Regions from separate parts of the Rattus norvegicus genome. Here region 1 is linked to region 2. Evidence: chromatin contacts called from public Hi-C data. All regions are on one chromosome and are shown on one strand. Each heading gives the region's core, a stretch centred on a gene start, on an enhancer-like site or on the middle of the called end of the contact. The rest is flanking DNA. Distances are from core to core; before and after follow the strand shown.

Region 1 (3,918 bases), core at 936-3,435, 200 kb before region 2:
GGCTTCTCATTCCTTAAGAGGGGAAATTGTGTGTGTGTGTGTGTGTGTGTGTGTGTGTGTGTGTGTTTGAATGGGTAGTGATGACCTTCCATTCTGATTAAAAGCAAAGACAATTAGTTAACCACCTTGAACTCATTCTCTGTAGCTAGAGAGCCTGTGGTGGACATCTAATTCCTTCTTTCATGACATCATAAGTAGGGTGCAGAGGGCACTTGCAGCCACCCTGATTATCCTCCTCTGGAGTCAGTCTCTGGAGTTAAATAACAAGGAAATGCATTGAATCCAGAAGGCCCTAGAAGGGTGGAAGGCAAAGGGAGCCTGGGGAAGCTGGCTGTTTGCAGACCCTAATTCCAAACCCTAAGTGTTTCCACGAGGAACCCAAGGCTTTAATTTGTCCAGGCCAATAGCTTGATTTCCTACCATCTAGAACTGAACTGGAAGAGATGAGCCTGAAACTACTTAGGAAAGGAAGCAACAGCTGTTCAGCCCCAGTGTTTCCCAGGTGTATTAGAACGGGCCTTGGCAGGGGCCCTCAGCACTAGGCCCCCAGAACATCAGGAAATGTGGTTTCACAGATGGCGGGGGTTAAACCCTGCAGTGGGAGCTGAAAGTAAGGTCCACACAAGGATCTGTGTCCCTGAAGACTAGCTCCTGCTCTGATTGCCTGGGTACAGATCCTACCCCTGCCCAGGATCTGGGTTATCTCCAGCTTATACAAGATCTCCTTTGTGTGGGCAAGGCCTCAGGGTTGCTGTCTCTACCAGCTTTCCTCTGGAGCAGCTCAAAGCAACGAGCTGTTTGGGCTACTGACCTCTCCTCCTTCTTCTCCTTCCCCTTCTCCTTCTCCTTCTCTTCTCCTCCTCTTCCTCCTTCTCCTTCTCTTCCTCCTCCTCCTCCTTCTCCTTCTCTTCTTCCTCCTTCTCTTCTCTTTTTCCTTCTCCTTCTCCTCCTTCTCCTCTTCTTCTTCCTCTTCCTCCTCCTCTTCCTTTTCTTCTTCTTCCTCCTTCCTTCTCCCTCTCCTCCTCCTCTTTCTCTTCAATAAGGTCTTACTATGTAACTTTAGCTAACCTGTAACTCACTATGTAGATCAGGATGACCTTTCCCGGTCTTGATTCCTCATTATCAGAAGGAAGGTAGAGGCCTATTGGGCTTCAGAAATGTAATTGGATCACAAATCCCTGGCACTTTAGTAGATAGCTTTGTGTGTTTGTGTGTTTGTTTGTGTGTTTGTGTGTGTGTGTGAGTGTGTGTGTGTGTGAGAGAGAGAGAGAGACAGAGACAGAGACAGAGACAAAGAGAGACAGAGAGTGCGAGCAGAAGAATGTTTCTTTTTTATTTAAGGTGTATGAGTGCATGAGTGCCACAGTGTGCATGTGGACCTCAGAGGACAACTTGCAGGAGCTGGTTCTTTCCTTCCACTGTGTGGGTGGGTCCTTCAGGCTTAGCCACAAGACCCTTTGCCCACTGAGCCATCTTAGCAAGCCAAACCACCTGTCTTAAGGGTGACTGGCGATTAAGGGGACACACAGTAGCAGCAGCTTTCATGGATACCAGGCAGTATTTTTAGGACCTTAGTGTCAGATGCTCACACTGATGGCACGGAGGAAGTTCCACAGAGTCCCAGTGACATTTCATGACTGTGATAAAAGACCCTGACAGAGAGGTGATTTAGGGAGCAAGAGTTTGTCTTAGCTCACAGTTCCAGGTTGTAATCCATCACAGCAGGGAAACCAAGACAGCAAGAATTTAGGACCTAGTGAAAGTACAGCCAAGAACAGAGAGAGATGAATGCATACGTGTTTAATGTTCAGCTAGCATTCTCTACTGTTGCACTGTCCAGGATTCCCAACCAGGGAATGACGCCTCTCGATGTCTGCCTGGGTCTTCTGGTGTCAGTTAAGGCCATCTAGACAGTCCCTCACAGGACACCTGTGGGCCAAGCCATCTAGACAATCTCCGTCTCCGAGACTCCTCTCCTCTGGGGTTCTAGGTTGTATCAAGTTGACAATTAAACTGACCGTCACATACAGCATTTTGCATGGGAGAAGTGAGAAGGTCTCCGGACCCGAACTCAGGCTCATTAGCAATGTCATGGCATTTTATCACTGTCCTGTGGAATGTCATAGGCTGCTGCACTGAAGTCACTGGGCACAGTCCCTGGCATGAAGTAATGACAGATGACCAGGGTCAGTTCCTGTCTCCCTCACCCTTGGTGGTGAGCTGCAGAAGCCGAGAGGCACTGGCTGGATTGGATGACTCTGCACACACCTTCCCCCAGGGTCATGAGCTCATGGCCCATGAAACTCTGGATTGGCATGTTTGGAGAAGGGTGCTGGGAGGAGGGAACAGGCCATCCCCTTGGACTTTCCCCTTTCTACCTGCTGTGAGGTGGCTTCTGTTAATGATCAACAGACCAAAGGGTGCCCTGGGTGTCTCAGGGAGTTGGCTCTGAGCCCTTCTTCCCTCAGGGTCTCCCACCCCTGCACGTAGCCAAGCATTTAATCATGTCTGGCTGGCCTGACTGGAATGCTACCTGAGTTCAGGGGGTGAGGTGGCAGGGAGGTCAGCAAGGCTCCTGTTGCCTGCTGGGCTGCCTTGCAGATGGTCCCCGGCTGAGGCCTGCAGGTACAGAGAGCTGGGAACAGGGCAAACACCTTGGCCTGTTCTTGAGGTCAGGTTAGCTCTGAGGCCTCCACTCTTTGATGGGTAATGCTTGGGTAAGAGACACCTGGCCTGAAGGCCTGCATTGCTCTTTGGAGGAGTCCCAAATGGGAACAACTGAGCTCCTATCTGAGAAACTAGTTTGGGGGAGCAGAGCAAGGGGTTGCTTGGGAGTTGTTGCTGATCAGTGGAGGAGGGTATCTCTTCCTTGTGTAGCTTGTTTGTACTTGTTGTGAAATGTTGGCAAAGCGTTGGTCTCAAGGTACAGGGCTATGAGTGACGGCCATACCTGTACTATCCTATCAGCTGGTCGTGCAACAAAAATAAATATTGGCAATTGCCAAACCTAGTGTCGTTTTCTTTCTACCTGGACCTGGATCTCTCTCTCTCTCTCTCTCTCTCTCTCTCTCTCTCTCTCTCTCTCTCTCTCTCTGTGTGTGTGTGTGTGTGTGTGTGTGTGTGTGTGTGTGTGTGTGTGTGTGTGTTTTAAGCCAGGGTTTCTCTCTGTTACCCTGGCTGCCTTGGAACTTGCTCTATAGACCAGGCGGGCCTTGTACTCAGAGATCTGCCTGCTTCTGCCTCCCAAGTGCTGGGATTAAAGGTCTGTGTCACCACGGCCCCTGGATCTATCTTTTTCTTCCAGATATATCTTAGGGGGCAAGAGCATGATCACAGGGGGCAGATTTCATTTCTTCTATTCCCGGAACAGCAAGTGGGGAAGGAGCTGTTTCTGGAGTCAAAGGAACCTGGGTTCAAGATACTCTTCAGCCTCAGGACCAGTCTGTAGCCTTAAGCCAAAAGTTAGAAAGCAGTTTAGGGCCCAGTTTGCTACATGTTTGAGGTCAGCATAGGCTGCAAGAGACCCCAAGTTAAAAAATGAAGGAAAGGTGCATACAGTATGAGTTCATTTGTAAGGAGTTGGAGACTGGGCAAAAGGGGTCTATGATAAGACAGTAAAATCCATTGAGCTGTTCTGAAGACATGAGTACTTTATCGTATTTAAATTATACATCAAAACAAAAAAGGGGCTAGAGTTATAGCTCCGAGGTTAAGAGCACTGTCTGTTCATACAGAGGACCTAGACTCAATTCCCAGCACCCTCATAGTGGCTCACAACCATCTGTAAGTCAAGTTCTGGGGGATCCAACAGATATGCACACAGTTTACATACGTGCATGTAGGCAAAAATCTTCATGCACATAAAGTAAAATAAATCTAAAAAACGTTGTAATTCAAAACAAAAATCCTGTAAGTTTG
Region 2 (3,817 bases), core at 1,284-3,783:
CATGAAAACACATAGGGTAAAAGCACGAATCAGTCCAGCCAACAGGAACTCAGGACACTAATGAGCATGCTGAAGTCGTAAACAGCAGTAGGGAGGGGCTGCTCTCTTGATGTGCCTGTGCTCCCAGGCGTTGGAACCCTGCCACACTGCTGCTCTTGAGAATGACTGCAGGGCTGAGTCAGATCAGCCTGAGTGGCAGATCCTACTTTAGTGTGAGAAAGAAATTGCCAAAGGTACGGATTTTCCAACAGCAGTCCAGATGTGCTTACAGAGTAGTGAGCATTCTATCCTGGAAGAATCCGGCCCCTGGAATCTGAATTTAATGACCTAGGCTCCTGAGGGCTCCAGGGGGCTACTATTAGGAGGTCAAAGACTGTAAGGAGGAGAGATCTGAGTTCCACCCCTGCCCGCCAGACAGTCACAGGAGTCCTGTAATTGATTTGTAATGTCATTTGGCATTGGCCTCTGAGTCTTCCCCACCATGCACAGGATCTTCTGCTCATAGCCATTTGTTTATATTATAGGGGTTGGCCTTCTGTCTACGCTCCACCCCCTCAGTTACCTGGCAACAGCCAGGTTTACCTGACACTGTAAAAGGGGCTGCTTGCCCCCTCCTTACTCTCTTGCTCTTGCTCCTGCTTCCTCTTGCTGTCTTCTGCCCCTTTGTCCCTTCTAACCCCATACCCCTCCCCACTTCTCTCCTCATGCTCATGGCTGGCCTCTACTCTACTCCTCTACTCCTCTCCTTCTCTGCTCTACTCTCTCTTTCCCTCTCTCTTTCTCTGCCCTACTACCCTCTTAACTCCCCTGAATAAACTCTATTCTGTGACTGGTCCCTCCGGGGGAAGGGATGTCTCAGCATGGGTCTGAGGAGGCACCCCCTTTCCTCAGACCTCCATAGAACATATCCCCCTTCTCTCTATCCTTTTATTAACACAACATTGGCGCCTAAACCAGGGACCTATTCTCTCTTTATCTTTTTATAAACACATCAACAGGTATTTTAAAGATGGCCAAAATCAACATATGAGAAAGTAAAGGGCCTAGTTCAAGGACACAAGGTGCCTGGAGTTTTTTTTTTTTTTTTTTTTTTTTTTTGGTTCTTTTTTTCGGAGCTGGGGACCGAACCCAAGGCCTTGCGCTTCCTAGGTAAGTGCTCTACCACTGAGCTAAATCCCCAGCCCTGGTGCCTGGAGTTTTACACTCAGAAAGGCTTGCCTTCGGAGAGAACAAGATCACTATGGGTTATAGTGAGTCTTCCTCAGACTCCTGAACAAATGGCTCTGAAGTCACCTTTTGCCGGAGGAAACGTGGTCCTCAGGGGAGGGAATTAGAACGGCCCCTGATAAGGCAGCGCATCCTGTCTGAGTCCCCGGCCACACCCTCACAGCTGGGCCAGCTGTAGTCTCTGCTGACTTCAAAGAAACAGCTTCCCTTGGATCCACATCAAGGACTTAAATGAGAAAAGGGTCCTCTGACCTTTCTAGTGAAGGACGGGACCACCTTTGTAGGGTGCGTGCGTGCGTGTGCGTCTCTTTCTGGTCACTATTATATTTTCACACACTGGATATAAAATATCTGAAAACAATCACCGGAAATAGTCTTCCACCTATGGCCAGAGGCTGGAGTCTGGCCCAGTGTTGGGAGAGCTATGCTCTCTCTGTTGGAGCCAGGGGCCATGTAAGCATTCTAGCAAAGGTGGGTGGCCCCGGTTTGATGCTTTCATTCTGAAGTACCCTCTACCAGGAATCCATGGCTTCTGATTGAATGTGGCTTCTTACCCACCATCGTCTTCTTCTTGGGAAATGTCCACCTAGGAAAGGGACCTTATTCTCAGACCCATAATCTGCCTTGTTCTCAAGGTTTTCCACTTGAGCTGCAACCCAACCTGACAATCAAGACCATCCCAGCCCTATCCTGGTATCTTGAGAAGGTGCTTTGTGGTGGTTGTGGTCAGCCATGTGGGGAGACAGTGGGATTTCCACCCATTCTGAGGTTAAGGCTGCTGGGTGCTGACCGTGGGAAGCTGACAAACTGTGGCTATAAGGGCTAGAAATGCTTCCCCAACCCATGCCGCCCTCAGGTCTTTAGGAAAGAGGACCGAGGCCACTCTGCCTTGCAGGCCTGTGCTGTAACACCAGGATCAGCAGGTTCTGTTACCAGAAAGTGCTATCAGGGGCTGCCCAGGCCTCTGTGGGTGACCTCCCTTAAAAGGAACCTGGCCAGTCCTCTGGCCGATACCCACAGACTGGAAGGCAGAGAACGTCTACGAAGGAAAGACTGAGAAGTCTGAAGATTTATAGCGGAGGATATTTGGCCCTAACCAGCCTCTCTGTGGGCTTCCTCAGCCACTATCTGTAGAGTTTGAGGTTTAAAGAATGCAGGGAAGAGAGAGCAGGCCCCAAACTGATTAGGGCCCAACTTTCCAAACAGACGCAGGTCACCCTCTTCCTGCCCCAAACACCAGGCAGAGCAAATGCTATTAATATCTACAGTCATGAGGGCTGAGCCTGCTCCTCCAACTCGGCCAGCTGTTCTGAAACAGGTTTGGGAAAGTAATCTTTGGCATGTAATAAAAAGGGTGTGTAAGGGAGGGGGTGCCCAAGAGTTCTCTATCAGGGCCAATATTATTTTTAATTGCTGAGAATCAGCCTGTGGCCGTTACTCAAGGCTGTAGAGCCCGGGTTTGCCAGGGATCGGAAACCAACTTCGAAAGGAGTTGAAAAGCTCATTCCAAAGACTGTTCATTACCAAGCTGTGGCTTCTTGTGGAAAATCAGCTTATGCCTGGACATTTATGCAATCCTCTCTCCACACCACCTCCCTTCCTCCTGTATCCTGTCTAGAGAGGGATCAGTGAATTTGAGCAATCTGGGAATTTTAGTGTCTGACCCTCCCCCTACCTGCACCCCACCCAAAGCATGACCGATGGCCCATTTTTCAGGCCAAATCTTGCCCCATGTAGGCAGCTGTCACAGAACCACAGAAGGTACTTGAAGGAGCACAAGCCATGGCTGGTTCTAATCTGGAAGGGAAAAAAATGAATTAACAAGGCAGCTACTTATGGAAGAATGTTTTCTTTTCTTCAGCCTCGGCCTGCATATTTTCACAACATGTGTACTCTGTTACCTTGTCACTTCCCTGTTTTCTTTGGGTAAATAACTGGGCTCTGGACTTAAGGAAGAAAGAAAGAAACCCAGCCCAGGAGTGTCACTAAAGCAGGCCTGGCTAGCTGAACTGGCAAGGAGGAAGAAGCCTGTGCTGAGGGGGAAAGCAGCTTGATGCAGGCTCAGTCTGGCCTGCCTGGCAGGCGTGGTTCACTGATTTCTGCAGGTACCTGTGTGGGAGTGAGAGACCTGGGCACTAAACTGCCCAGCCGGCCCCCGTGCTTGGCAGACCTGAGGCTGGGGAAGTAAACAACTCTCCTTCGCTGAGTCAACTGTGAAGGCCTCTCTGAACCCAGCAGAGTCAACAAGGCTCACAAAGGTTCTTCTGCCAACTCTGCCCTTCCACTGACCAGTGGGGCAGCAGGACTGAGAGAGGCCACTCTTGTGGTTCCCAGCAGTGAACCGGGGAGGGATTGGCAGGAACCAGGGCCTTCCGTGGAACATGTCTCTTCCTCCGGATCAGACGGTGTTTGGATGTATTGCTAATGGGCTCCATGCAGAGGCTTCTGTTGCTGTTTTCCAGGGATGCTGGCCTTTTCACTTAGAACATTCCCCTGTGGTGTCTGTCACCTTCTCCAGGAAGAGGACAAAAAAGCACTGGGCCACTAACAGGATGTCTTTCAGAGATGCACTGTTGACGAAGGCATGAGG

The links. A called contact is a pair of places that touch in the nucleus more often than the background predicts.
Region 1: a contact with region 2 is called in a Hi-C map of psoas muscle, with 2.5 times the contacts expected there. The contact joins two enhancer-like sites. A contact is called at or near these places in 1 of 12 Hi-C or Micro-C datasets (psoas muscle) and 1 of 1 datasets of contacts at active chromatin or transcription factors (oligodendrocytes).

What each region holds. Positions count from the first base shown.
Region 1 is chr6:104,658,323-104,662,240 of GRCr8, reverse strand. No RefSeq gene overlaps it. Among named protein-coding and RNA genes, the nearest start is that of Zfp36l1, 8.4 kb to the left of the region's middle. Within about 2 kb of position 2,185, at least 11 of the 93 cell types and tissues checked have an H3K27ac peak or open chromatin away from gene starts, as enhancers often do.
Region 2 is chr6:104,461,012-104,464,828 of GRCr8, reverse strand. No RefSeq gene overlaps it. Among named protein-coding and RNA genes, the nearest start is that of Atp5pdl1, 33 kb to the right of the region's middle. Within about 2 kb of position 2,533, at least 41 of the 93 cell types and tissues checked have an H3K27ac peak or open chromatin away from gene starts, as enhancers often do.